Regions from separate parts of the Mus musculus genome. Here all the other regions are linked to region 4. A link is a contact called in public Hi-C and HiChIP or PLAC-seq data. All regions are on one chromosome and are shown on one strand. Each heading gives the region's core, a stretch centred on a gene start, on an enhancer-like site or on the middle of the called end of the contact. The rest is flanking DNA. Distances are from core to core; before and after follow the strand shown. Region 1 has its middle 33 kb from the start of Klf3. Region 2 has its middle 52 kb from the start of Gm26761. Region 3 overlaps Klf3 (Kruppel-like factor 3 (basic)). Region 4 has its middle 32 kb from the start of Gm43837. Region 5 has its middle 23 kb from the start of Gm26761.

The links. A called contact is a pair of places that touch in the nucleus more often than the background predicts. HiChIP or PLAC-seq counts read pairs in DNA pulled down with a chosen protein or histone mark.
Region 1: a contact with region 4 is called in a Hi-C map of bone marrow-derived macrophages, with 21 read pairs. The contact joins two enhancer-like sites. A contact is called at or near these places in 1 of 15 datasets of contacts at CTCF or cohesin (the NIH/3T3 cell line), 1 of 484 Hi-C or Micro-C datasets (bone marrow-derived macrophages) and 3 of 115 datasets of contacts at active chromatin or transcription factors (bone marrow-derived macrophages and embryonic stem cells).
Region 2: a contact with region 4 is called in an H3K4me3 HiChIP or PLAC-seq map of bone marrow-derived macrophages, with 7 times the contacts expected there. The contact joins two enhancer-like sites. A contact is called at or near these places in 1 of 15 datasets of contacts at CTCF or cohesin (the NIH/3T3 cell line), 1 of 484 Hi-C or Micro-C datasets (bone marrow-derived macrophages) and 3 of 115 datasets of contacts at active chromatin or transcription factors (bone marrow-derived macrophages, double positive thymocytes and embryonic basal ganglia).
Region 3: an H3K4me3 HiChIP or PLAC-seq map of embryonic stem cells shows a contact between it and region 4, with 21 read pairs. The contact joins two enhancer-like sites. A contact is called at or near these places in 1 of 39 promoter capture datasets (cancer-associated fibroblasts), 2 of 15 datasets of contacts at CTCF or cohesin (the NIH/3T3 cell line and embryonic stem cells), 16 of 484 Hi-C or Micro-C datasets (the HPC-7 cell line, bone marrow-derived macrophages, embryonic fibroblasts and 5 more), 23 of 115 datasets of contacts at active chromatin or transcription factors (the 230-238 cell line, the HL-1 cell line, T-cell acute lymphoblastic leukemia and 16 more) and 2 of 9 other capture datasets (adipose tissue and liver).
Region 5: an H3K4me3 HiChIP or PLAC-seq map of bone marrow-derived macrophages shows a contact between it and region 4, with 6 times the contacts expected there. The contact joins two enhancer-like sites. A contact is called at or near these places in 2 of 484 Hi-C or Micro-C datasets (B cells and bone marrow-derived macrophages) and 7 of 115 datasets of contacts at active chromatin or transcription factors (CD8 T cells, bone marrow-derived macrophages, embryonic stem cells and 4 more).

The regions. Positions count from the first base shown.
Region 1 is chr5:64,767,311-64,773,107 of GRCm38.p6, forward strand. No RefSeq gene overlaps it. Among named protein-coding and RNA genes, the nearest start is that of Klf3, 33 kb to the right of the region's middle. Within about 2 kb of position 2,256, at least 2 of the 459 cell types and tissues checked have an H3K27ac peak or open chromatin away from gene starts, as enhancers often do. A contact at or near this core is called in bone marrow-derived macrophages, where this site is marked.
Region 2 is chr5:64,748,237-64,753,639 of GRCm38.p6, forward strand. No RefSeq gene overlaps it. Among named protein-coding and RNA genes, the nearest start is that of Gm26761, 52 kb to the left of the region's middle. Within about 2 kb of position 2,930, at least 35 of the 459 cell types and tissues checked have an H3K27ac peak or open chromatin away from gene starts, as enhancers often do. A contact at or near this core is called in bone marrow-derived macrophages, where this site is marked.
Region 3 is chr5:64,819,288-64,824,771 of GRCm38.p6, forward strand. Klf3 (Kruppel-like factor 3 (basic)) reads left to right here. Exons shown (of 6, transcript NM_008453.6): 3 at 2,587-3,070; 4 at 3,592-3,742. Gm31684 (a long non-coding RNA gene) reads left to right here. Exons shown (of 2, transcript XR_376977.2): 2 at 180-463. Among named protein-coding and RNA genes, the nearest start is that of Gm31684, 5.2 kb to the left of the region's middle. Within about 2 kb of position 2,199, at least 24 of the 459 cell types and tissues checked have an H3K27ac peak or open chromatin away from gene starts, as enhancers often do. A contact at or near this core is called in embryonic stem cells, where this site is marked.
Region 4 is chr5:64,406,651-64,412,706 of GRCm38.p6, forward strand. No RefSeq gene overlaps it. Among named protein-coding and RNA genes, the nearest start is that of Gm43837, 32 kb to the left of the region's middle. Within about 2 kb of position 4,236, at least 66 of the 459 cell types and tissues checked have an H3K27ac peak or open chromatin away from gene starts, as enhancers often do. A contact at or near this core is called in bone marrow-derived macrophages, embryonic stem cells and microglia, where this site is marked.
Region 5 is chr5:64,673,690-64,679,678 of GRCm38.p6, forward strand. No RefSeq gene overlaps it. Among named protein-coding and RNA genes, the nearest start is that of Gm26761, 23 kb to the right of the region's middle. Within about 2 kb of position 3,697, at least 67 of the 459 cell types and tissues checked have an H3K27ac peak or open chromatin away from gene starts, as enhancers often do. A contact at or near this core is called in bone marrow-derived macrophages and microglia, where this site is marked.

The sequences.
Region 1 (5,797 bases), core at 1,006-3,505, 360 kb after region 4:
CTTCAGTAATAATTTTCCCAACTTGTACAATAAATAAAGGGATCATCTATATTACCATATACTTTAAACTAATATGTATACTTATATTATAATATGTGCTACTTCTTTTGTGAGGTATATTACAGGAGGGCATCTGTTTTGTTTTTGTTTTTGTTTTGAGACATTGTCTCATATAGTCCAGGCTGGCCTTGAACTTACTACGTAGCTGAGCATGACCCTGAATTTCTGATCATCTGCCTCCCCCTTCATGTGCTGAAATTACAGGTATGTGCCACCACACTTGGTGCGTGTGGTGCTTGGGATCAAGCCCAAGACTTTATGAGCCCTAGGCAAGCATTTGACTAACTGACCTACTGCCCAATCAAGCAATTTCTTGAGACAGGGTCTCTCTGTGTGTAGCCCTGGCTGTCCTAGAACTTGCTCTGTAGACCAGACTGGCCTCAAACTCACAGAGATCTGCCTGCCTCTGCCTCCTGAGTACTAAGTTAAAGGTATGAGTCACAGTTTCCTGGCTAAGTGTAGTTCTTATAGTGGATGATAGTCCAAACGTTTTTGAAACACTACTCTCCAGGAAATCAGACTTCTGAAGCTCTGGAAACATGGAAGGAACTGAGGAGGTAGAGAGAGAAAAGCATTACAGAGCCTCCCATCTTGCAAACTGAGGACACAGAGCTCTCAGCTTGTAAAGACTCTCATGAGTCCTTGTGTAAACAAGTCTTGGTAGTGGCACCGAGATCTAAGTCTACACTGGGAGGAAAGGGACATTTTATTCTACCCAAAGAAAATGAAATCACTGTTCTCTACATGGAAGCCACAATACTTGTAGCAACCAAAAATTTAACTAAAAGCTTCAAGTGCCATAGAGGACACGTCCCACTCTGGTAAAACAGATTTTACAACTAAATAAATATAATTTTCTTTGGAAGTGTTTTCTACTTGATATTCTGACTGAGGTGGCAGTTCTAAATCATGAACAGAAAACTAGAGGGCTGATACTCCAAGCCCTGCAAGGCTATGGGTACAGAGGAACTTTAATTCAGTAACATGGCTGCTCTAACAAGAGGTCACATCCAAAGATATAAATGCAGGCACATCACACACCTTTAATCCCTCTGTCTGGAATACAGACATACACCTTTAATTCCATATACAATGACATCTAATTGAGGGGCAGACAAAGTGACCAATCAGAGAAACATTCGAAAGAATAACTGAGAGATAGGATAAGCCCAACTCTCATGAGAACAGGCAAGAAAGGGGGGCTACTTAAAGAGCAGTGAAGGAGACAGAATCCAATTCAATCCTGTTCAGTTCTATTCCATTTAGTTCAGTTCAGTTTGGTGCAGTTCAGGGCACTTCTGTCCATGGAGTTCAGAGGCAGTTTTTCCCAAGCAGAGCAATTCAGTCAGAAGCTGAGAGAAGCCGATTTGAAGCAGTTATCTTCAAGAGGAGTTGGAGCCGACAGCTGAGTTGAACCAGCCAGCCAATGTTCAGAAAGAGCTAAGAGAGATGAGTTTATTCAGGAGTAAATTTCATTGGTTGAAACAGTCTAGGCCTAGGTTAGTAGACAGAGGCTGAAAGCTGAAGTCGTCAAGTCCTGGGCTCCCAGAAGATTAGATGTTACAAAGACAAGAAGATTCAAGGACTAGAGAGAGTAAAGGCAGAAAAGAAAATGTTCTAGGCTCAGTCAGCCATGTGTTTGCAGAGCTTGGATATGGCTTTCATCTAATCACTTAATCTGAGGAAATAAAAATTGCATTGACATTTACAACATGACATGAAGATGAGCAGGCCCAACAAGCACTTGTATTGTTAGAGGACCACTTCAGACATTGGGCAGACAAATGTTCAGATTATAGTAGCTATAGAATTGCAGAGAGGCCCATCCGTGTCTCTGTGTACAGTATCCAGCTATTATGTGCTCACAAAAATATCCTTTACCTCACAGAGTTCTTCTAAAAGGTTTCTCAAGGGGCTGGAGACATGGCTTGGTGGTTAAGTGCACTGGCTGCTCTTCCAGAGGACCCAGGTTCAATTCCCAGCTGACAGCTCACAGCTGTGTGTAACTCAAGTTCCAGGAGATCTGGCACCCTCATACAGACATACATACAGGCAAAACACCAACAACGCACATAAAATAAATAAATAAACCTTTTTTAAAAAAACTAAGACTCAGCAAGATTCATGGCTTGGTGCAACTTCCCCATAATGTGTAAGAGAGCCTTTATAGCTGCAGCAGTTAGAGAAATTCAGATTGCTTCTGGCTTGTTGTCTGTTTCATGCTTTTGGTTCGAGGTCTGAATCTAAACTTCCTCCTGCCATGCCTGCTACCTGCTGCCACATCTCCCTGCCATGACAGAGTCTTATCCCTGTCAAGTTTTAATCCCAAATAAACTCTTTTATAAGTTGTCTTGGTCATGGTGCTTTCTCACAGCCACAGAAAAGAGGCCATTGCACAAATTCGTCTAAACTGTTGGACTTGTTGACATAAAATGATCTACAGTTTTTTTCATTATGTTCATATCTATTGTGCCTATAACACATTTTTTTTTCCTACTAGTATTACTAACGTCTGCCCTCTCCCTTTTGAGTCTAGCTGGAGGGTTATAATTTAACTGAACACTTTTAAACCAACATTAGTTTTCATAGTTTCTATCATTTCTTTTTCTTTTCTTTTATTGATATGTGCTTTTTATATTTATGATCTTGTATCTTCTTATTTGGATTTAACTTGTTCATTTCTTGCTTTTTGTCGAGGTGAAATCTTAGATTACTGATTTTTAGACCTTTGTAATATAAGCCTTTACTGTCTCGCATTTGCCTTGGCTAAATCCCACAAGTTTTTGTACATGTGTTTTTATTTTCTCCTAGTTCAAAATATTTTCTGTTTCTTTGTGATTTGTTTCCTTTATCTGTGTGTTGTTTGGAAGTGTCCTGCTTTGTTCCCAAATATTTAGAGATTTTTCCAAATAGCTGCTATTGATTTCTAATTTATTTAATTATAGTCAAAGGACATACTCTATGACTGCAATACTTTTAACTTTGTTGGACTTGTTTCATGGTTAAGTTATGGTCTCCTTTGGTTAATATCCTAAGTGAACTTGAAAAAAAATGTGTATTTAGATGTCTTTGGGGCAAGTCCAATTAGATCCAGTTAATTGATGACAATGTTCACAACTTCAAACTCCTGTTGATTCTATCTTCTTGCTTTGTTGATTATTAAGTGAAAAGTGTTGAAATCTGAAACTGTAACTATAGATTGTTAAACCGTCCTCTCACGAAGAGCTGTGTTTGTAGCTTAGTGGTAGATAACACTTCCAAAGTTCTAGATTCAATCCCCAACCCTGAAGGAAAAAAAAAATCCTTCAGAACTGTGAGGTTTTGCTACAAATGTTTCAAAGCTACCTTGTGCTTAGAGTGGTCAAAAAGTATGCATATCATATCTTTTAGGTGGTATTTACACTTCAACCATTATGAAAAATCTCTTTTCATTACCAGTAACATTTCTATTTTCTATTATCTATTCTGATACTAATACAACCAGTCCAGCTTTCTTGTAATATATATCTGTATAACATGTCTTTTGCCTTTCTTTCAGATGCAGCTGGCTTGTACATTTAAGGTGATTTTCTTGTTTATGTTATATCTTAACTGTTCTTTGACAGTGTGACAACCTCTGACTCTTAAGTGTAGTGTCTAGACCATTTATATTTAATATAATTATCACTGTGGTTAAATTTAAATGAATTATTTGCTAATGTTTTTTATTTGATTTACTTGTAATTATTACCCTTCCCCCCTTTTCTGCTTATTTTAAATTAACTGGTCCCTGTTAATATTCAGTTTATCTCCACAGTATTTACACATGGTATATACACAGTATTTACACATGGTATATACACAGGTATGCACAATCAACCCACGAATCACAGCGGTTCAAGTTACATTTTTAATTCACAACATTGATAAAGCAGTATACATTAAGTAGAAACTACATTTTAAATTTTGATCTTCTTCTCCATGATGTGGTATAATACTCTCTCATGGTGCTTGCCAGCTGCAAGGCAGCTTTACACAGCCATACAATCATAAAGAGAAGTAACTCATACTCCACAGGGTACTGTGTTCCTAATGATTTTCACCTTGATGATATTTTGGGATGTAACTCCTCCGAGTGAGGAGCATCTGCATTTATAAACAACCCTCTTTTATAATACCCACTTTAACTCATTGTAGTCAAATAACATTATACTATTTCATGTATGATGCCAAACTTACACCTGTAGGATTTGTTTTTCTCCATCCTGTCTTTCAACTTATTACCAATCATTTTTACCTCTCTACATATTTGATAAGTCTCAAATGCACATTGTTAATTTTACTTTACATAATGAAATTTTCAAAAGTGTAAAACTGACAAAACAAAACAAAAATCTTTCCTTTCCGCCCACATGTTTACCTTTTTTTGGTACACTAAGTTTCATAGTTCCATCTAGTTATCATTTTGATCTTGATTAAGTCAAGATCAAAGACTGACATTTCCTTGAACTTTTTAAATGTTTTAAATAGGTTCTCCTGTAGTCACTACTCAGCTAGTGATGAGCTGCAGCTCTAACCCTCTTGCCTCTACTTCCAAAGTACTGCAGCCATAGCCACATTCAGTGCAGGTCTCTCCTCCTCAGTGAATCCTCTGCCGACACCCAAAGGTGTGGTTTACTATACTAAGAATCTCTCCGTCCAATCAAGCTATCAACCAATATTAAACATCAGAGGAACTCAGGTCAAACTAGTACTTCTGTAATGTCAATGGCTGCCTTCTTTCTCAAGAGCACGCAGAGACCGTATGGCCCCACAAGTATCATGTATCTGTTCCCTATAAATTGAAAAACTATTCCACCCTTTGGTCTACAGTATACTTTACTCCTAAGATAGTTCTGTCCTACTAACACATGAGTCAAGACTCTCCAGTGAGTGCTCCAACGGCTCTTCTACAGCTAATCAGATCTACATAGTCCAATTTCTCATGTATGCTGAGATTTTTTTTACAGTTTACCAGTCTTATTTCCCTAACTGTGCTGTGTCATTTTACAAACTTGGGACTAGTGCTCAGGAAAGGCTCAAAGACTCCTATGCATAGTGCATATTTATTGAGCTTCCCTCCCCACTTTGCATAGCTTTTTCCTCCTCAAAAATTTACCCAACTATCTCTAGCCACCATACCTTTCCTATACTCTTGTCTTCATCATATCTACTCTGCGAGGCTACCAGTATCAGAAGGTTGCTCCTTCCTGAGTTTAAAATTCAGAAACTGCTTTCAGAAAGAAAGCTTGGAGCTAACGTTGGGTGTTTCTCTCCTCTTAGGGGTTCTGTGTAGACTGTCTAATGTCTGAACGTGATGATTTCATACTTTCTCCTGTTTTCTAATAATTTATAATATACAGTTAAGGTCTGGTTTCTGTTGCTCCATCATGACCATTTCTCCACTTATCTTTTGATAGGCAGAATTTTCATAGATGAACTCAAGAGCCTATAGACTTTCCAAAGGAGACTTGGTCATTAGATTAACTGGGGCTACAGAGGCAAAAGCAGAGCCCTTCCTTAGGGGGTTAACTAAATATCTGATGATATGAATTTCTCATGTTCAGGAAGATGTGACACAGGTACAAAGGAGACTTTATAGAAAAGGATGAAAGGAAGTTTTGTGGTTTTTTTTGTAGAATATATATATATATATATATATATATATATATACATATACATATATACATATATATACATACACACACACACATATATA
Region 2 (5,403 bases), core at 1,680-4,179, 340 kb after region 4:
AGAGAGAGGGAGGGAGGGAGGGAGGGAGGGAGGGAGGGAGAGAAGAGAAGAGAAGAGAAGAGAAGAGAAGAGAAGAGATAGCTCTCTGGATCTGGGAAGTCATACGACCCATTAGAAGAAGGCAGGATGTTCACAAAATGCCATATGGTTTCTTTAGAAGAGAGCTGGTCATCCAGAGACCATCAACAGAGCCAGCACAAACAGGTAACACAGAGGCTGTCTCTCTCATGGTCATCCTGTCTATGACGTGTATTTCCCCCCAGATTATCAAAAGCAAAGACACGCACTTTAAGGGGCCAACACACACACAGAGTAAATCTTGCGCATGTCCTGAGACTTGTTTTCTTTATTTAGCACTTAAGTTGGTATTTATCCTTGAAGACCCAATGGATGCAGTTCCCAATTAAACTTGACTGCTGAGCAGTATCATATTGCTTCCCTTGGACCTACCACCTGTATTTTAAGTGACAGTGAGTATCACTCTGTGGATGATCTGGTATATTCCCCCAGTCACTTTGGCCTTTCCTTTTCAGAAGTCTGACCATGGATTCTCGTTGTTAATTTTCCATGCATGTCAAACACCAAAAGGTAAGTTTTTAAAACTACAGGCCAGCATCTTACAGGTACCATACTATATCTTGATGAGTGGACGTTGGGTTTTCTAACTCCCTCATGAAAATAGCAGCCAAGATTGTGCACTTTACCCGTCTAGATATGTATGTATGTATAAGTCACCTGTTGCCTTCTCTGTGTGTGCATTTATGTATGTGCAAGTGTGTGTACATGCATGTGTAGGCCATGCTCTAGGCTGTCTTTCTCAATTGCTGTTCCCCTTAATGTTTTGAGACAGCATCTCTCACTGAACCTGAAGCTCCCAGACTAAGCCAGGCTTTCTGACCAGTGAGCCCCCAGAGAACCATCTGTCTCTTCTTCCTTAACACTGGGATTACAGACATCGCCATTTCTTTTTTTTTTTTCTTTTGTGGATTCTGGGATACAAACTCAGATCCTTAAACATCCTTAAACATGTGACAGGCATTCTACCATGCCCAGCTCAGTCACCCTTGTTAAAGAGAGGTTCTGTAGAGTCAAAGTCAGATTCATCGGAAGTCCTCTTCCTTTCCCAGATAGATTCATGGTGACAAGTATCTCCTTCAGATGTTCCAGATTCTACACTAGTGATAAATAAAGATTATACTTGTTAAAGATGGGGGGTGGGAGATTGAAGAAAGAGAGAGAGAGAGAGAGAGAGAGATAGAGAGAGAGAGAGAAGTGTTTTGAGGGGGAGGGGTGGAGAAGCAGGAAGAAAAGGAAGAAGAGAAAGAAAGAGAAGGAGGAAGACTGACCTGAGCCAAAACCCGCCCTAGGGTGTGGCACTGCAGCCCCGTGCTAGCCTAGAGGCAAAGCCAGGCATAAAGGAGTTATTCTCTCACAAACAAAAGCTGGGAAAGAAGCCCTTTTTCCTTTTCCTTAAAAAAAAAAAAAAGTCTTAATGAAAATAATTTTAAAGTCGCACCCTGAAACTTTGACTTGATACTCTTACATTGCTGCCGTTAAAGTCGGTTTCTCTCTTTCCCTGGAAACTGTCCTATGACGCGTACGTTTCTTGAGGGGGAAAACCAAAACAGTCCCCCTTTCTAAGGACAAAGAACGTGCCGAGTCTTCACAGTTACTCATCAAGCATGCTTAGGCCTCAGCTACCCTGGGCTCAGTCCTAGACAGCTGCTCTGAAACCATGAAAACCATTGCATTGCTAGTTACCGGAGGAGCGGGTGTGTGTGTGTGTGTGTGTGTGTGTGTGTGTGTGTGTGTGTGTAAGTGCTGTGATCGCTCTATCAGTGCTGGGGATGTCTGTGTTAAGGTTAAACCTTTATATTTTAATCTTATGAAGTCCCTTCCATTCCTCCCTAGCTGGGGACACCTTCGGTGGCATTGTTCTTGCCATTTTGTTTTGTTTTTTATTCATTGTTGTTTTGTTGTTCACTTTGAGATAAGATCTTACTCTGTAACCCAAGATGCCTGGAGCACATGGTAACTCAGGCTGACCTCAAACTCAGAACCATCCTCCTGCCTCAGTCTTCCCAGTGCTGTGATTATATACATGTTACCACTTCCAGCTGCATCCCTTTTATCCCTTTGTTCTGGCTGGCCTTGCTCCTATGGAAATGCACTCATATATATCTAATTCTGCAAGGATCTGCAAGGATTTCTCAAATACCCAGAGAGACCCAGAGAAGCCAGATTGAGAAGCCCTAAACTGAGATGGCACTGCCAAGAATCCACATGTAATAGAATCAGAGAGACGGCAGGTGCGATGAACCTGTATAGCAACTGCAGACCAAAGCCAGTCTCAGTATCTGGGTAATAGAGAAAGACCTGCCCATCCTGAGTCAGTCCTTATCAGACACGCCCAAATCTATTATGGGAAACAAGAGTATGTCATCAATACACTGTTATTACATACAGCATATGATGGTGTCCTTGAGGTAATGCCAAGTCACAAGACTTACTGATAATAAGAAGTTCTCATCAAAAACCCATATACCAGCATCAAGTACCAGAAACAGGTAAATGAAGGGCCCTGCCCATCAGAGCCCTTGATCTTGACATCACACACTGCTTATTGCTTCCAGTGTACCAGGCATTCTTAGCCCTTCATCAACTTCAAAGATCTCTCTCTCTCTCTCTCTCTCTCTCTCTCTCTCTCTCTCTCTCTCACACACACACACACACACACACACACACACACACACACACACACACACACACAAACACGAAGGGAGCAAGTGTCATTTTCCTGGGATCTATCTAATCTTTTGCAAGCCTCCTGGCCACAGTCCAAAAATTTCTGTCCTCACAATAACTTGTACATTTGCACAGTGACTGATCTGTGGTAGTCATACACACGGCACTTTAAACATCCCATGGACATGGTTTTGAAACTTCTTACTCGTGGTTTTGAGGTAGGATCAAATCATGTTCATGGCCAGCCTGGAACTCACAACAATCTCCCTTGCCTCTGACTCCCTCCCCAGTATTGGGAATTCAGATATCCACCAGCATACCTGTGCTTTAGCCTCCTTTAGCTCACAGGCTATGCAAGCAGGAGGCATTTCAGAGGCAATCAGAGGCTGATTTATAAATAAGGAAATGAGACTTGGATGATACAGGGTACTGGCACAGCTGTACCCTTCCCCGGGGGAAGGAAGCAATCCTTCAGGAAGTTATTCCACGCTGCCCTGGCTCAAAGTGCACCAAAGTCACCACACAGGCTTTGGTGACAACAGCTCGAGAGACAGTGACATTAGTCCAGGACAGAACGGCCAGAGACAAGGAGTGCCAAACCCTGGTGTCATTGTCATAGAAGCAGAGGCACCCAAATGAGCTTCCCCTCACTCCAAAGGGGGAAGCCTGGTCCACAAAACTAACAAGACATCATATTTAAAGTCACCCCAAAGGAGGCCAGGAAACCAAACCTGTGCCCTGACGCTACCTACCTCTAAGAACGCCAGGGGCAACTCATCCTAAAGCCTGCCTAAAGTAGGGAGAGAAAGGAGAGACCCTGCCCCCAAGCAGTCACCTTTTTGTCTTATCAAGCTGGAAGGATGAGTGACTGCCCTGTTTCCAATGCATTTAAACTGTCCTCAGCCTGAGGACCGCTCTCGGGGTTTTCATTGTCCCTGAAAAGCAAACATAGAAGAGAGAGGGAGATCATCTGAGAGAAACAAACCAGGGAAAGAGATCGGGTGAGGGTGTGACCTGTGGCTCCTGACTAATGCCACTCATGACTCCTCACTGAATGACAGTAGATGACAAACTGAGAAAGAAAGCTGGCATGCCTGAGCACCCGGGCCTGATGCTCAGGCTCAGCAAAGCAAAAGCAAAACAAAGCCAACCCACCGCATGGTCCAGCACCTGTAGCCCCAGCTACTCAGGAGGCTGAGACAGAAGGATTGCATATTAGAGTCTGAGACCATACCAGGGAGTGGTGGCAAACACTTTTAATCCCAGCATTTGGGAGGCAGAGGCAGGCAGGTCTCTGTGAGTTTGAGGCCAGCCTGGTCTACAGAGTGAGTTCCAGGACAGCCAGGGCTACCCAGAGAAACCTCAAATACACAAACAAAGAAACAAACAAACAACAAAAGTCTGAGGCTAGGTAGACAACATTGCAAGACCATGTCTGCTGAAACAACAACCAAACCACACTAATACCGAAACAAACAAGGTTCTATCCCCTCTCCTAGGGGACATAACACTGGAATAGGAGAACATAGCACATAGTTGTTTAACTGTAGTTTTGTTTGTTTATTTGTTTTTCTCTAAAGAAAGTAGTTTAGAGGTTAGAAAAATGGCTTACATGACACCTTGAGTTCTGTCCCCAGGACCCACATCAGGTGACTCACAACCCCCTGACCCACACTTCTAACATTTTTGGGTACCTATACATACAAGCCATATACTCACATAGACTCACATTAATTAATTAATTAGTTAATTAATTAAGATTAAATACATTTGAAAATATTTAAAAAGAGTGGAGCTTATGATGGACCTATGATGGTAGTGTTAACTTCTGTCAATTTATCATTTATGTAGGAAACACCAAAACCATAAAGTCATATATTGAGTATGTCACATATAATACACATGGTACAGAGATGGATCAATGACCTGAGCTTGTCTAATTAGCCTCAGTTGAATTATAATATCTCTAATCTTCCCTACTCCATTACAAGGTGATACACTGATATTCAATATAAGCCCATACACACATATATGCTTATGTAATATAAGCATACGTGTGCATTTATATATGTGTATCACATTGAAACCACCTGATACCTCCAAGTCTCCCCTTCAGCTGAACAAGTTAGTTCACTGGGCATTCAGGGAACAGATCCTGAGCCCTCTTGGGCCACACACATTGTTTGCTCAACCTGTAAACATGTAATTATTTAACTTGCCTTCTAAAATAGCACCACGCCCTGGATATGATGCAAACTCCAGCATTACAAGATAAGTTCTGTCTCAAGTTTCTGCTCGTTAACAGTGCCTGAAGTATTTGCTCATAGGCTCGGGGGCCGAGGCAGAAGTAAACAGTCAGGCCAGCACTACAGGGATGCCCGGGTTACAAAACCCACTTTCTTCTATTGTGAAATCAATGAATGAAGTTCAGAGGGACTCCTGGACAGATGGCTTCATCCCACACCACACTGGTCAAAAGACACCTCTGGCCACCTTCCTGACCCCAATACCCAGGTCATTCTCCCTGCCCCTGGTATCCGTGGCAAGCCTGGGCAACCTCCCAGCAGGGCCTCTTCTATTGCATGTCTTTTGTCTGCATCCGGTCCAATGGATGACATCAACCTGCTTTCCTCCAATAGGCATTGCTCTCCAAGGGCC
Region 3 (5,484 bases), core at 949-3,448, 410 kb after region 4:
CTGATACGGGCAATCAGAAAGAAAACAAATTGAAGGAAAAAAACAAAAAATACTTTTTAATCTTTCTCTAAATTCCCTTTTTTCTCTTCTTTTTCTTCTGGTGAACCTTGTCAGCCAGCAGACTCCTTGTCCTTTGAGAAGTACTTAAAATCAGTCATTTCCCTGCTCTGTCCCAACAGAACCCTTGGTGGTTTTCCTGGGCCAGGTGGACAGAAAGCCTTCTGTTTGCCTCAGAGCATTTGCGGAGCCCAGAGCGAGTGTTTATGAACGTGCCACGCCTTCCGCCTTCCTGTGCACACAGCCCCACCTGTGGTCTGAGAGCGCTTAAGTGGCCTGTCACAGATGCACCTTGTTTTCCTGTTCATCAGCAGAGACTTCCTGTTCCTGTCAGTTGTCCCACCCACTTACTGTCTTGTGAAGAGAACTCATCAAAACTGTACCTAATAAAATATGAAACTGTTAAGTCTCAACTTTATAAATACTGAGACCTTTGGAGGAGTGTCCGAGCTCCCCTCCCCCGCCCAATCCCCATGTCTTCAGGAATCAAAAGTATTGGCATTATCCCAGTGGAATTTTCATCACAGGTCACAACTGATGTGCGTCACATTTTACACCGTGCCTGCCAGACGGGTGCCAGACCTCTGTAGGCTTCGTGCTCCACCCAAATACTTAAACCTGGTTTAGAGAAGATTCTCAGACTTGCGGGTGAGCCAAGGAAGGGCTATATTTCGTTGCCCTTTTGTGAGGCAGTTGAACTGGAAAGAGTTAATTATGGACCTGGGGCTGGGTGCCTGTCCCAGAGTACGCCCTACACCTAGCCTGGGTCTTTGATGGAGACTTGAAGGCAGTCTAGAGGAGAGGGGCATCCATTTGCACTAAGTGTATATAGAAGATGCACAGTGTAGGTTAAACAGTGTAGGAGAACCCTGAGGATATTACCAAATTGGCACGTGTCTGAATTCCCACGTCTCTGAGGTCCGTGCCACGGAGAGAAAAACCCAGCGGCGGCAGCAGTGGCAGGGTGTCCTCACTCTGCTTGCTGTTCAGCTGCCAGGATCTGTGGGCCTTAAAATCTAGGTCAGTGGGAAGTCTTGGAGGAACAGGGCTGAGATGAGGAAGGTGCCGCATCGCGTGCTGCTGCCCTCTGTCCCATCTGTTTCATGGAGTCTTGCCTCCCACCAGAGCTGTGCCCTTTGGAGAAATAAAACACAGAAAGCTTCTCCCTGGAGTTAATTATCGAGATCCTCTTTGTACAGTGTCTGTGAGCCTTGCTCTCTTAATAACCCCTATTTTAATTAAATTTAAATCGGCTTAATGCTGATGTTGCTGTATAAACTGGATCTTCTGCCTTGTTATATATATACTTGGGTGGATGTGGCTAGTTCAAAAGAAAGGTAGAGCTGCGTGGTGCTGGTACAGATCACCACTTGGAGGCAGAGGCAGGAGGATTGCTACAAGTTCAAATACAGCCTGTGCTATAGAGTTAGATCCTGTCTCTAATTAATTAAGAAGAGAGAAGAGATGAGGTCTTGGGATGGTCATTATTCACCCTTCCACCCCTGCTGAGAGCTGATGCCAGAATCCTTGTGTCTTGTACTTTCTGGTTTTAGTGCTTTGCATATTTCTGCACCGTATTGGGAGTCTTTTTTTTTTTTTTTTTTTTTTTTTTAGCATTCAGCTCATCTTTTTACTCTTTATCTCTGTCACTTAAGACTTGGCTAGAAAGGTGACAGTCTTTGCCATCTTAGGCTGCTGCTCCCCTAGACACTCAGTCAGTATACCCAACAGTGTGCCTAGCCATCCTTGGCTGCACTGTGATCTGAGAGTTTGGAGTCTTACAGCCTTGGAGTGCGTCTCCTGCATAAAGGGCTGGAAGGCTCTCCTGGGACAACCCAGTGTGTCATGAGTGAAGTTGAGAGGATTACATAGGTTATCTTGTATTACCACCATAGCACCCCGGAAAAGGGCTCCTCAGTGCCCCACAACAAGGATCTCCCCATCGCTGCAAGTCTCATGGTCCGGTCTCCTATTCCTGGGTGCTTTGCTGGTACAAGGTCCAGAGAGTCACTTCTACAAGGAAAAACAGTTGTAGTTCATAGCTGTCCAGAGACTGAGCCCGTCTGACCCAGAGAAGAAAGAGTGTGAGCCCAAGAGTAATCCCAGTCAAAGCCAGAGAAGCTCAGGAGGAGGAGTGTGCTGGGTGTGGTGGGCCACACCTTAATCCCAGTGCTGAGAAGGGAGGGGAGTTCCTGGTCAGCCAGAGCTACACAGTGAGACTCTGTCTCAAAAACCAACCCAGCTCAGGTTTTATAGTTTGGCCTGCTTGGTGGCCTTCAGTGCTGGCTCCTCCTGAAGGCCTCAAGTCCTTCATGATGCAGGCAGCTTTAGGAGCCTGCCAGCCATCAGCCTTCTCACTGAATATAAAAATCATGAATTTAATCTTCAGGTTTTTTTGGGGGCCCAGCAAACCTTACTTTCTAGCAATTGCTAAACCCATCTCTCCCATAGCTTTTTGGGGATCACACACCTCCGGATCTAAAGTATGTCTCCTTAAACGTCTCTATTTCTTTTTATTGTTTCTCATAGTCCTTCCCGTCGAATTACATAGAATCGATGAAGCCCAACAAATATGGGGTCATTTACTCCACACCGTTGCCTGATAAGTTCTTCCAGACCCCAGAAGGCCTCACTCACGGGATACAGGTGGAGCCGGTGGACCTCACGGTGAACAAGCGGGGCTCCCCGCCTGCTGCGGGCGGTTCTCCTTCCTCTCTGAAGTTCCCGTCCCACCGGAGAGCGTCACCTGGCCTCAGCATGCCCTCCTCCAGTCCGCCCATTAAGAAGTACTCGCCCCCTTCTCCTGGCGTGCAGCCCTTTGGAGTACCCCTGTCTATGCCGCCTGTGATGGCAGCCGCGCTGTCCAGACACGGAATCCGGAGCCCAGGCATCCTCCCCGTCATTCAGCCCGTCGTGGTCCAGCCCGTTCCTTTTATGTATACCAGCCACCTGCAGCAGCCTCTCATGGTTTCCTTGTCGGAAGAGATGGACAATTCAAACAGCGGCATGCCAGGTAAATTCTGCCATGCCCCTACACCCGGCACCTGCTTAGTAGTCTGGTGAGGACACCGGGCAGAGCTATTATATCCTCAAAAGGATATCCTGGGGCAAATTGTTCTGTTTTTGTTTTGAAGTGATGAAATTGGGAGAGCATCCAACAATTAGTTACTTTCACAGTGTATTTTATACTTTGATTTACTGAGTACCAATACAGTCCTGGGCACAAAAGAGATTTAAGTACTTTCTGATCACGCTGCTAATGGCTCTTAAAAGCTACCTGTTTGTCAACCTTAGGGAGGGGACTATGGGGTTAGCCAGGTTTTGTGGTGGAGAGTCATCTTGAGCTGCAGGGTCCTCTGCCTGCTTCAAAAGAAGCGAGGATCTCTCACAGATTAAGTCCTGCTGGTAACCTTGCCAGAGATGAAGAAATACACATATAAAAATCTAGTCCCCAAAAGCCGTGAGGTGAGCTTTCGCAAGCTGAAACTGATACATTGTGTGTAGAATGATTTTTCTATTTTTTTTATTTTTTAGTACCTGTAATTGAATCATATGAGAAGCCCTTATTACAGAAAAAAATTAAAATAGAGCCTGGAATTGAACCACAGAGGACTGACTATTACCCTGAAGAAATGTCACCCCCTTTAATGAACCCAGTGTCCCCCCCGCAAGCCTTGTTGCAAGAGTAAGTATACTTAGGCAGACCTGGTGTTTTAGTAGTGCCATGCACCTGGGGTCCCGGAATAAAACATGGAATTGCAAACATGTGATGTGCTGTGGATGGCCGCAGACAGCCTCTTTGGTGTGGTATCACTTGTCCTCAGTTAACCGTGGCCAAGACAGTCTCCAAGAACAACATGGACCAGACCTGCAACCGTTGTGTCAACCTCACTAAATGGGTCCCCCAAGGTGACCACATGAATCTTCTGGTTTTTTATTTATTTTTTCTTTTCTTTTGCCATCCACGTGGGATTGATAGTGTTTTCATGAAGATTGGATTTGATGTTCATATCTGCTTGAACAACCAAAAGTTGTCCCATGTCAAACAGCAGCCGCCCCAACGCCCCTCACCCACCGCTGTCACTGTAGTGCAGTAGAGCGTGTTTATGGTGTTTATGGTTTGACATCTTCAGGCCAGCGGCAGCGTTGGCCACAGAAGCTTCTCCTGCAGCTCAGAGGAGCTCAGTGCAGAAAGAAATCTTGGCATTGCGTCTTTAATCATGGCTGCCCTTGGAGCCTCTCCTCACTTGCAGGGCTGTAAGCCAGGAGGAAGGATGCTCTGCCTTGGCCAGCATCTGAGCCTCTGCTTGGACAGGGTGGTACCTCACATGGTTAAGTCACAGTTCATGGTTTGACCCCTGAAGAGAGCAGCGTCTGGGAAGACGGCTTTGACCCGGGCGCTGTGCTTCAGCACGCGAGGACTAAGCTTATTCTCACTGCCCACGTCTTCTGCCTTTTTGTTGTAATTGCTCTTGTACCAACTCTATAGTGCTTCTGCACTGGGTCCAGCCAACTAATTGGGACAGCCTCAGCATCCACAGCCATTGCCTCTGCAGGGTCCCTCCCACCATCCATCATGTGGATCTTCTCTCCAGCTTCAGCAAATGTTCTGCCTACTTTTCCTGTCCTACCTTCTCTTCCCCTGTCACATTGCTCAACAGTAGAGTGTGAGTTCCTTGGCTTCACAGAAGCTGTTGCGGGTGACTTCAGGTCTACTGCGGTCACACCCAACTCTGGTTTGTGTGGCTTTCTCAGCAGCTTGGAGGCCAGTGCTCTCCTTTTTCACAGTTGTATAGTACTTCCCCTTGAAGTTCAGTTTTAGGGTTTTTGTCTGTTTTTGTTTAAAGACAGGGTCTTGGTGTACAGCCCAGGCTGACCCCATATTCCTGACCTGTCTGCCTCAGCCTCCTGACTATCAGGGTTGCAAGCATGAAGCCTCATGCCCAGCTCCAGGTGTTTCGAGTGAGTTCCTTTATTCAGAGCAGATAGAGAACTGATAAGCCAACATATTAGTTAAGGTACCCCCAATACACCCACGGTCCCACACTTGACACGGGGTACCTGCTTTGAGCTCCGTCTCTCTGGGCGTGTAGTTGGCCAGTAGATAGCACAGGGCTAGACTTACATTACAAATTAAAATGTGAGACATTGTGGGAAAGTATTTGAAAGTAGTCTCCCATTCTTTAAATACTGCTTAAAAGGAAATACTGTTTCCAGCTAGGTGTGGTAGGATATGCCTGTGACCCCAGCATGTGGGAGGTAGAGGCAGGAGGATCAGGCATTTAAGCCAGGCTGAGCTATATATTAAATATACACACACACACACACACATATATATTATATTATTATATATTTCTGTTTCAAGTAATATTCCTTTAGTGATCTCACTGCTGGAGGTTTTTGAATGCTTAATGAGTAATGTGTTTA
Region 4 (6,056 bases), core at 2,986-5,485:
ATGATAGCCACATGAACATAATTCCACCTCCAACAACAAAAATAACAGGAAGTAACAATCACTTTTCTTTAATATCTCTTAACATTAATGGACTCAAGTCGCCAAAAAAGACATAGACTAACAGACTGGATATATAAACAGGACCCAGCATTTTGCTGCATACAGGAAACACATCTCAGTGACAAAGGTAGACACTACCTCAGAGTAAATGGTTGGAAAACAATTTTCCAAGCAAATGATCCCAAGAAATAAGCTGGAGTAACCATTCTAATATCAAAATCAACTTTCAACAAAAAGTTATAAAAAAAAGATAAGAAAGGACACTTCATACTGGTCAAAAGAAAAATCTACTACGAAGAACTCTCAATTTTGAACATCTATGCTCCAAATTCAAGGGCACCTACTTTCATTTATAAAAGAAATTCTATTAAAGCTCAAAGCATACATCACACCCCACACAATAATAGTGGGAGACTTCAACACCCTACTCTCAGCAAAAGACAGATCATGAAAACAGAAACTAAACAGAGACACAGTGAAACTAACAGAAGCTATGAACCAAATGGATCTAACAGATATTTATAGAACATTTCATCCTAAAGCAAAAGGATATACCTTTTTCTCAGCACCTCATGGTACCTTTTCCAAAACTGACCATATAATTGGTCACAAAACAGGCCTCAACAGATACAAGAAGATTGAAATAATCCCATACACCCTATCAAATCACCATGGAATAAGGCTGGTCTGAAATACCAACAAAAACAATGGAAAGCACTCATACACATGGAAGCTGAACAACACTCTACTCAATGATAACTTGGTCAAGGAAGATTAAAGGCTTTTTAGAATTTAATGAAAATGAAGACACATCATACCAAAACTTATGGGACACAATGAAAGCAGTGGTAGAAGGAAAAATCATAGCTCTAAGTGCCTCCAAAAAGAAACTGAGGAGAGCTTACACTGGCAGCTTGACAGCACACCTGAAAGCTCTAGAACAAAAAGAAGCAAATACACCCAAGAGGAGTAGGTGGCAGGAAATAATCAAACCAAATAGAAACAAAAAGAACTATACAAAGAATCAACAAAACCAGCAACTGTTCTTTGAGAAAATCAACAAGATAGATAAACCCTTAACCAGACTAACCAGAGGGCACAGAGACACTATCCAAACTAATAAAATCAGAAATGAAAAGGAAGACATAATAACAAAATATATCTTAAAATAACTATTCTGTTTGTTGAATATCAACAGTTGAAAATATTAAAATCATGTTCTACAAACATCATGGAAATATTATTGATAATTTTTCTTACTGTGCTTGAAATTAGCATTTTCTTAATGTTTAACTTCAAAGAGTTTTTTGTTATTTTGAAAATTTTCAAATATACTTACTGATAAAATAATTTCTCTCCTGATAATCTTTTTTTTTTTTTTTTTTTTTTTTTTTGGTTTTTGGTTTTTCGAGACAGGGTTTCTCTTTATAGCTCTGGCTGTCCTGGAGCTCACTTTGTAGACCAGGCTGGCCTCGAACTCAGAAATCCGCCTGCCTCTGCCTCCCGAGTGCTGGCTGATAATCTTTTTTAAGTAAACTGATTGTTAGACAATGTACACAGATATATAATGCGTTTTACATACTCTGTTGCTACATCAGGTGGTATCATATAAGGGCTTTTGAATATATTCCTTAATGATTCATTTTTAATATTTTATGCTCCTTTATTATGCTTAACTCCGAAAGAATATTTTATATTTTTGAAACAATTTAGTATTCAACACTAGATACAGGATCCTCAGTTATGGATAGTATTAAATATTCATTAATGATATTTTTAGGGTATGAAAGAATATGAATATAAAAGTTGAACAAATTTTTATGTATTATTTGATTCTCAAAATACTCAATATTATTATGTTTGATGTATATAATGCATTTAAATAATTAAAAAATTAAGAAAAAAATAAATGAATCTTTAAAAAGAAACTTGGCATGATTGACCACGTGTTTTGAAACATTTACACGGTCAGGAATTACAGTCCAGTTGTGAAATCTTCACTGTTGTGGGATGTTTGTTACATATCTAACTATACTATTGTTTCTATCAGTTTGGCTCTGTGGGGATTTTCTGTTGGTTAAAAGAAAAGGCTAGCATCGTCTCCTGACCGCAATCCTCAGTGTTGAATGTAGGGCTTCATGTAAGCTAGCCACGCAAACCCCCTGCCCCGGGGCTATATCCCAGACCTCTGTTTTTTATTTTGAGTTAAGGTCTTCCAAAGGAGTACCCTGAACTTAATGATTCTCTTGCATCAGCCATCATAGTGGGTGAAGTTACAGGCCTGTACTACCAAACCCAGCAGCATTTAAAAAATTATGTTTTAGGGGCTGGAGAGATTGTTCAGCAGTTATGAGTCATCTGCTTTTCAGGGGACCCAAGTTCTGTTCCATGTTGTGTAGCTCACAACCAACTGATAATTCCACAACCAGGAGATCTATCGCCCTCTTTTGGCTACCGTAAATAACTGCATTCATGTACATACACAAATCCTTAAAATTTCTTTTAAAATTATGTTTCAAATGCCCCATTAAAAAAAAAAAAACACAAAACACAAAAAACCCCCGAAAACCCCCACATAGAATGACTACTCAACCTGTAATCATGAAAAGTTGGTTTGATGTTCCAACCCCAAATCTTGGTGGCTTATTTTTCTCTTCTTTTTAACACTCGCCTCACCTCGGCCTTTGATTTTGTAAATCAATGCAGCTTCTCTTCCAGGAGAAAGAATTCTTCCTGAAAGAAGAGGGCAATCAGGGTGGAGACTCCAGAATTCCTCTTGGATCAGTTGGGGATCTCTGAGGCTTTAATCTCATGCACAGCATAAAATGTAAAACACAGTCAAAATATTAGTTGTATCCTAGCCATTGAAATCACTAACAATGGGAGGGACCTAGCACTGCAAAGAATCGAACAGCTAAAATGTTAATGTTTCAGGGCCAATACATTTATAATATTGTATAGTGGGTTTTTTTTTGTTTGTTTTTGTTTTAGTTTTTTCTAACATTTTGGATATAAGAATGTCTTTCAACACCTCGTGCTTTATAATCAGCATTAGCTATTTCCAGTGCTTATTTCCCTTCCCAACCTCATACTCAGAGTGTTTGTAGGTAAAGATGGGCTATCGAGTTTACTTGCTGTGGGTGTTGGAAGTCCTGAGTGTCACAGGCAGGCTGTAGGGTCAGTGGCAGTAACTGGGACTAGGGTTGTCTGGTCATTGTGTGGAACACCGGTGTGGACAGCTTAGCATTGTGAGAGGGAAGGAATCTGATGGGGGTCTGGCCTGTGGCCATATATTCTCTGAGTTGCTGATTTAGGAGGCCTAAGTGGAGGAGGCTCAGCGTGCTGCGTACACCTTCTTCATCCCTGGGTGCTACACCCCTGCCTCCTGGTTGCTTTCTGGACACAATGGCTCCTTCTAAGCCATTCTTAACTTGGAGTTCACTATATGGAAGCCATATGGCATGCCTAAAGCCATGCCTTGTGTTCATATGACATTTATATCTTCTTTCCTGAACATTCTTACAAATCATTGTTTTATGTGAGTGAGTGCTTTGCCTACATGTGCGTTCCCACAGAGGCCAGACAAGAGTGTTGGGTCCCCCAAAACTGGAGTTAGAGATGGTGTGGGTTACCATGTAGATGCTGAGACTCAAACCTAGATCCTTGGGAAGAAAGCTGGTGCTCTTAACTGCTGCACCATCTCGCCAGCCCCGTTCCCCCAAATTTTTAAATAGCGTCTGTAGAACCCCTCAGCATGGTCATGACTTAATTTGGATGTAACATTTTCGGCTGCTGTCACGTGACAGTCTCTCCCTCGGGCCCATGGACGAGCGGCGTCCACGAGTATAGGATAATATTATGACAAGGAAGTTAAAAGCACAGGAAATGAAAACAATATAGTAGCCTGTTCTGAAGATCCCGAGCAGGACTGACTTCAGAGCCGTTAGGGTCTATTTGTAAAAGCATAGGCTGTCCAAGCACAAAACAATCAGTGCAGAAACCCATAACTGCCACGCCCAGAAAGCAGCATGCCCGGAAGGGTAGGAGGAAGCCTTTGGACTCTTTCCTGAAGTGGGCCTGTGCTGGAGGGACGAAGGCTGTAGATGGTGCAGAGGTTGTGTTTGGCTGGCTGAATTCCAGCACAGCTGAGGGCTAGTTAGACTCTGTAAAGGTTTCTTTCTCCTTCGCTTCCTCTTACTGGGTGCTGGCTTAGCACATGTTGTGAGGGTATTTATTTTTGACTCGATGGTAACTGTTTCAGGAAGTCTGAGGATGTGAACAAGATTGACAGCTGTAGAAAGTTCCAGGAAACATACCAACCAGGCACGTTCTTGGGGTTATAGGATGTGCCATACCAAAGAGGCTGTAGGGGGTCTCATCAAAAACAAGCAAATGAACAAAACAAGACTGAAGTGGTTTACAAAGCAATAACAGAATCCAGAGTGTCTAAATAATGGTCCCTATAGGAGGAGCATCTTGGAATTTTAGAAGCATTGGCTACACACAGCAAATATTCCCTCCACAATGGAGTAAACAGAGTTAAGCAGAGGCCGGATGTTTTTGGAGGAGTTTATAGTCAGTATATTGGTTTGCTGGTTAGTTTTGTCACCAGCTTGACACAACCTAGTTGAAGAGTTGCAAAATCAGCCTGGCCGGTGGACTTTATTTCAGTTGCTAATTGCTTGCTATAGATGGGGCCAAATTATCTTCCCGAGGTAAGAGGTCCTGGACTGCAGAAGAAAACTAGCTAAGCATGAGCCTGTGAGCAAACCAGAGAACAAGCTAGAAAGCAGCGTCACTCCATGGACTCTGCTTCAAGCTCCTGCGCTGAGCTCCTCGCCCCGACCTCCCTGGATGGGGCTGGGATCTCTGAGATGAAATTAGCTCTTTTTTTTCTCACCTAGAGGTGTGTCTCCTTGCTGCCCTAAGTCCTGTCAAGATGATAATGAAGATTAACCATCACTTTTGCCCCGTCTCTGTAGAACATCAGCTACCTAGCTCTAAAATCTATTCTATAGACTGAGATTTCCTTGGCTGTTGAGGAAACCGCGACCCACCGAGGAGCTGGGATTTGCAGCAGAGAGGCTACAGCAGTACATACCAGAGGTAAGATGTTAACCAGTTCTCTCCTTCCTAGCCTCCTTCCTCCACACCCAGAAGAGGGGTGAATGTCAGCTGATTCTAGCCTGGTGTGCTCTGCAGACACATCCTAGGGATGGAAATGTGGAGGACTCTGGGAAGCCCAGGCCCACAGGAACTGCAAAGGTGAGACTGGAGTGATAAGCCATGCTTGTTGCTCCTGATTGCAGAGAGTAACTCGTAGAGAGAAAGGCTTGTTTGGGTATACAGTTGGGGAGATTTCAGTCATGACTGGTTGACAATGAGGTCAATCATGGTGGTGTCTGATGGGAGCAAAGACATCCACCCCACAGAAGGGATGCAAACAAGAGACAAAGGTCCTATGTTTCTATTCAAGGCCTACAATAACTGGTTTCTATCTCTCCATCCTCTTTCAACATCACCATGTTGGGGGACAAAGCCTTTAACACAGCAGTTCTCAACCTGTGGGGTGTGACCCCTGAGGGACTAAGACCATCAGAAAACACAGATGTTTACACTATGATCCGTAACAGTAGCAAAATCACACTTATGTAGCAACATTGCAGCACAAGATTAAGAACCTCTGCCTTAACACATGGGTTTTGGGGGAAGATAGTTAAAATCCTGATTCTAGCAAATGATCAGAGTTGTTTTGCTTCTAACTTTTTAACAATGATTCACTGAAGTTAAACCTTCCTCAAACAAAAAAGGCAAGAAAGAGGAAGGAAATTCAAGCTGGGACAGAACTTGAGTGATCAGAAGTCTTAAAAATTTCCCTGAATTGGGAACCTAGTCATCACAGAAAGTTTTCCCTTGTCCTGAGTCTGGGGACTGTCAGGATTGAGAAACTGTGGGCTTACATTTAAATCTTAGACATTGCAAGTATTTTAGTGTGG
Region 5 (5,989 bases), core at 2,447-4,946, 270 kb after region 4:
TGCCTGGTGCTGGTGGCCACATACTTACCCTAAAACTCAGCCCATAGGAGGGCTCCAGGCTGCACAAAGGGAGACAGAACTGGCAAAGGAAGAGAGTACAAAACCACACAGAACTGGGGACGGTGCAGGACACAAACGCACCAAAGCAGAGCTGTGGCCAGCACCAGGTCTATGGCCAGCATTGGGCAGCTTGTGAAGGAACAAGGAAAGCTGGAGAGGTGGTGGGCATTTCTAGAACAAGGAGTCAACTGGGAAAGCTCACCATGGCCAAAGCCAAGGCAACCCAAAAGAATTAATTAAAACCCAGAGTATAAAGTTCCAAGAGTCCACCCTGACACTAATGAGTGACTGGATTAATTAACAACTACAATAGTCAAATCTCTGCATGGGGGTTCTCTGTATAATTTGTGCAGAGACTCCACTCTAGAAGAAGAACATGGATCATAAAGCCCATTCCTATGGTGGGGAGGACCAGGGAAAAGACAAAGTTTACCATCTAGAAGTCTAACCAGGTGGCCTAGGCTACTCTAGAGCAGGGCAGGCCGTGCTGATGGTACGTACCCTTGATGGGATGTGGTGGCAATGTAGTGTCTGTGATCAGTCACGCTCATAAACCTGGGTACTCAGGAGGTTGGGGAAGGAAGATCTTAAGTGCAAGATCAGCCCAGGCAACTCAGAAACAAAGTGGGAACAAAAGGGGGGGTGGTGGAGAGGTTCTAAATAGCTTAATACTAGAGTATTTATTTACCAAGCATACATGAGACCCTAGGTCTATTCCCTGAATTTTAAATACAGTCAGACCAGATCAGATGTGTTCAGGGACTAACACACCTGACTCAAAGACTAAAAGACCATGCTGTTGGGTGAGGAGGGAAGTGGGAGAGATCTGGGAGGAACCAGGGTAGAAGAAATCATTAAAATATATTGTATAAAAATTTGAATTAAAAAATAGATATATACATTTAAAAAAATTAAACAAGTAAGTAAGTGAGCTATTGCATCCTACACAGATGGAGAAAATGTTCACAAGTCACACACCTCATAGGTATCTCATACTAAAATCACAGGGCTCACAGCTCAATAATTAAAGAAATAAAGTACCTCATTTAGATGTTATGAAAGCTGTAAAAATAGACCTCTACAGAGAACAGACAATAAAAATGATCACTAAAGAATTGTCAACGCCATCCAGCCATGAAAGCGGGTGAGAGATTCCCCATTAAGAGGAGCAAAGTAGTAATGTGCTACCTGGATGGAATCTTGGCTCAGCAGAAGAAACAGAGGAGATGGGAGCACTCTGGGGGCTTTAATTGATGGGTCGAGAGTGGTTCATAACCTCAACAGATGTGCCATGAGAGCAGATGTTAAATTTACGTTAAAACGAGGGAAGAACGACATAGGAAGTCTTATTATCTCTTCCATTTTCCTGTTACTCTAAAACTGTCTTTTAAAAAGCGAGGTTTGGGGTGTGGTTGTGCATGCCTGTGGTCCTAAAAGCCACAGACCCCAAACTCAAGCTTGTAGGACTAAGAGGGCCCGTGTCACCAAATAAGATCTTTCCCCTTAACTTTCAATGGTAAAACTCAAGAAATGACAGAAGAAAGTTGCTAGTCTCAATCAGGAATAAAGAGAATCTAGAATCAGCAGAGATCTGAAGATTTTGAGCGACGGGCTCAGAAGTCAGATGAGGTCATGATTTAGAATTTACGTGGCTTCAGTGTGATCCTGGTTCTACAGGGGGTTTTCATCCACATATAATAATGACCATGCATAGATCGATTCTATATATGCACGATTCTATATATGCAAGAGTCTATATGCACAGAAACCAAGCATAATCATTCTGTGACTGGAGGCACCAGAAATTCAGTGTCTGCAGGACAGCAGAGGACCACCAGTGACCAATGACCAGTGACCACCTTCACTTCCAAGGACCACCCTCATCCTCAAAAACATTTTATATCCTCCCAGATTAGGATGTTCTCCCTGAAATATAACCGTATTTACGTTTCAGTCCTTAAAAACCAGAGGCTCAAATCATTTGGTGCTTTGACATTTGGGGTTTAATGACTGGAGAGCAAATACAAACCTTTTGCATTGCTGAGAAAATAAAAGTCATCTAGAAGCCCACCTCTCTCTACTCTTCCAACAAGTCAGTACTGCCTCAGAACAGAGCTTAGTTCTCCTGGGTGATTTCACACTGGACAAAATGGTGGCTCCATTTTATGGGCATTTTATTGCTTGCTTCCTCCGGATTCTTCATGATAACATTCATGATAACTCTGAAGTGAAAACTAGGAGCACACTCCACCTGAGCTTGAGGCTTGAGTCCACCAGCTAGAATAAGGGTGTGTGTGTGTGTGGCCTATGTGATGTTGTGTGGTGTATGTGCATGCATGCATTTGGATGTGTGCACATGTGCATGCATGTGTGTACATGTGTGTGTGAAGGCCAGAGGTCAAGCTGAGCATCTTCCTCTATCATACTCCTCCCTGTATTTTGAGACAGGGTCTCTCGCTGAACTGGAGTGCACTGATTTGTCACGATTAGCCTGGCGGTCCAGTGAGCTTCCAGAATTTCCCGTGTCAGCCATTCCCACAGTGCTGGAGTTCGGGCTGTGCTCCAGTGGGCCCCGCTTTTACGTGGGTGTTGAGGATGCAGACTTAGACTCTGATGCTTGTGCAGCAAGTATTTTACTGACTGAGCCTCCCCCCAGCCCCTCCTTTTGTTTCCTTTTTCTGCATCAGGGTTATTTCTGACAGCTTCCTTTTTATTCACACCAGAGTTCAGCTTCTACTCTTGGAGGGGAAAATCCATAGAGCCCACCAGGATCGCACTGAGGGCACATGAAATTCTAAATCGTGACCTCATCTGACTTCTGAGCCCTGCGCTCACCATCTCCAGATCTCTGCTGGTTCTAGATTCTCCTTATCCCAAACGGAAGATAGCCATGTTCTCTGTCTTCCGAACGACCGGCAACAGCAAGGCACCCTCACCTCACTCTTGTCATTTCTTCCCCGTCAGCAAGTCCTGCGCCTCACCATTGGAAGTCAAGGGGAAAGATCTGATTTGGCTACAGCTGGCTTGCTGGCCCTACTTCCTGGTGTGCACAGCAGATTTGATTTCTGATAAGCGTGTGAAACATCACTTTGGGGTTTGGGCATGGGGTAGGTGCTGCCTTTTGTTTTTGTGAAGGTGGAAAGTTGGCTCTGTGTTTTCAGGTGAGGAATGATCAAGTTCATAGTTTGGTTCCACGGGAACATGAACCCAGAAAAAAATTAAATAAACTCTACAGTGGTTATTTAGAGGAGACAAACCTTCTTTTAGTCCAGGAAAACCTAAGTTTGAGCTCTGGGAAGAAACAAAGTCTTCCCTGGGAAGCGAGAGCTCCCCGACTCTGCTGTGGTCCCTCCCCCGCTCCTCTTCCTTCCTCTTTTTCTTTCTCCAGTCTCCATCTGCACCACCTAAGAAAAAAATGGGGAAGAATGGAGCTAAACCAGCACCCTGCTCTGCCTCTTGTGAACTTGGGGGAAATTCCTCATTTTTAAAAAGGTTCTAAGTAATGAATGCCCTACCTAGACCCAGTTCCATCAGAGCGAAGGGTCCAGGTTTCAGAGATTTCCAAAGTCCAAGTGAGGAGATACGGGGCACTGGAAATAGCTAGGCTAGCTTTCAGTCATGTGTGCCCCATGCCTTACCCCGATGTTGAGTCAGCGGTCCTCAGACCACAGAAAGGTCAGGCCTATCTGCCAAAGTGAAAGTGCTAAATTATATTGAAACTGTCAGAGAAAAATAAAATAAAATAAAATAAACCAACCCCGCCCCCCCATCTCTAAGCATTGTCTCTGAATGTCATGTTTTTTATCTAGAATTACTGTAAACTCATTTTAGAATGGTGTAGGCCTGCGGTATTCTGAGCAACTTACTCTTCCACTTAATTCAACCTAACCACACTTACTCCCAGGCCTTGCCCTAGCCTTGCCCCATCCCCCAGGTCTCCTGAGGGCCCCTTCCATTTGCAAGCCCTGACTTGAGCACCTCCAAGCAGGTTCCCTTGTAAGGAGCTTGGGATAGAAGCAGGATGGGAGAAGTCTGGTCATCCAGTCATAAATCTCATCAGAGGAGACAGGCACAACTTGGTTTCCTAGGTCCCCTTGGGGACCTTCTGCCCTCACTGTGTATTGGGGATGGACAATGAGGTCTGTGTTCAAATTCGGCCTCGACCATGGCCTCTGATTAGCCCTGGAGACTCTAATAAATTATGATCGTATCTATAAAGTATGAGAACCAATCCTCCCTCGCAAGACTGTAGGCAAGAATGGAGCTCACGCTGTGCATGGTGGCATACGCCTCTAATCCCAGCACTTGGGAGGCAGAGGCAGGTAGATTTCTGAGTTCAAGGCCAGCCTGGTCTACAGAGTGAGTTCCAGGACAGCCAGGGCTACACAGAGAAACCCTGTCTTGAAAAAAAAAAAAAGAGAGAGAGAGAGAGAAAGAAAAAAAAAGAAGAATGGAGCTCACACGTGTCAATTCATCTGAGGAAGGGCAGAAAGTCACAAATGGCACCTTTCTCATGCTTCCATCTCCGCAACTCCCAACACACCCTGTCCAACAATCCAGGCCCACATCCAGTCTGCCTCTCTCCCTCTAGCACAGCATCTTTACCAGCCCTGGGCTTGTCTCCTCTCCATGATGAGTAGATTCTCCTCCTCAGGTCAGAGCTCACTAGCAACCCCCGACTGTGATGCACTGCCCCACTGTCTAGTGTATTGGATGACTCCCAATTACTGGATTATACTGTGAATGCCAGCTGGGGCCCGCATTGGTGTAGACTTGGCCCGATCATGTCCTATCCTCTGAACATGTGCTGAGGACCACTGGCCTCCATCTTCAAGCCAGGCCTCTGTAATGAGAGCATCGCTGCTTACTCTCCAGCCCCAGTGAGCCTCAGATCTTATCTCATCTCCTTCCCAGTCCATTCCCTACCACACTCTGCAGCTTCCCACTCTTATTCCTGGAACATTTGTATTCAAGACCCTCCAGGATGGCTAGTTTTCAAAGAACCAAAACTCCAAAACCATACTTACAGCTTAACTGCATTAAGTCAAGCTGCTCTTTGCCACCTCAAAGGCTTCTCAAGCCTTCACAGGGCCTCAGCATCTGCTTCCTCCCTACTGAACCTTCTGGAAGGAAGACTGTATATCAGATAGTTAGGGGACTGACCTTAGTGATGCTGATCCCAGGAGACACCCTGAACATCCTGCCATCTGTGTCACTCTCTTCACTTTAGTTTCCTTCTCTGAGAAGAATAGAATTAGCCGGTCATGGTGGCGTGCACCTTTGATTCCAGCACTCAGGAGGCAGAGACAGGCAGATCTTTGTGAGCAAAAGAGCTGGTTCCAGGACAGCCAGGACTCTGTTACACAGAGGGAAACCCTGTCTTGAAAATGACACAGAATTTATACTTAGCCCCATGAAAGTTCTGAGGGCTAACAAGCACATACATGTTCAAGGATTGTCTTAGTTTAAAGCTTTCCAATACCAGCTTGGCATTTTCATGAATGCTTAGTGCTCCATCCTCAAGGCAGAGGGGCTGCTGCTTCACTCTTCTGATGTCTGTAGTCTGGATTACCTCATAGCCTTCTCACTTTTAAAACTTTGAAAACAGGTCTCACTATGGAGCCTTGTTGTCCTTGAACTCCCAGAGAGCCTCCTGCCTCGGCTTTCTGAGTGCTAGGATTAAAGGCATGTACCACCCCACACCCAGCAGTCCTCATAAACATTTTAAATTTTATTTTATTATTATTACTTTCATTGTTGTTATTTTGAGACAGGGTTTCATTATGTATCTCTGACTGCCCTGGAATTCACTATCTGTGTAGCCTTGGCTAGCCTTGAACTCACTGAGATCCACCTGCCTCTGCCCCAACCACTAAGAGCTGGAATTAAAGGCATGAGACACCATGCCCTGCTCCTGCATAGACTTTTA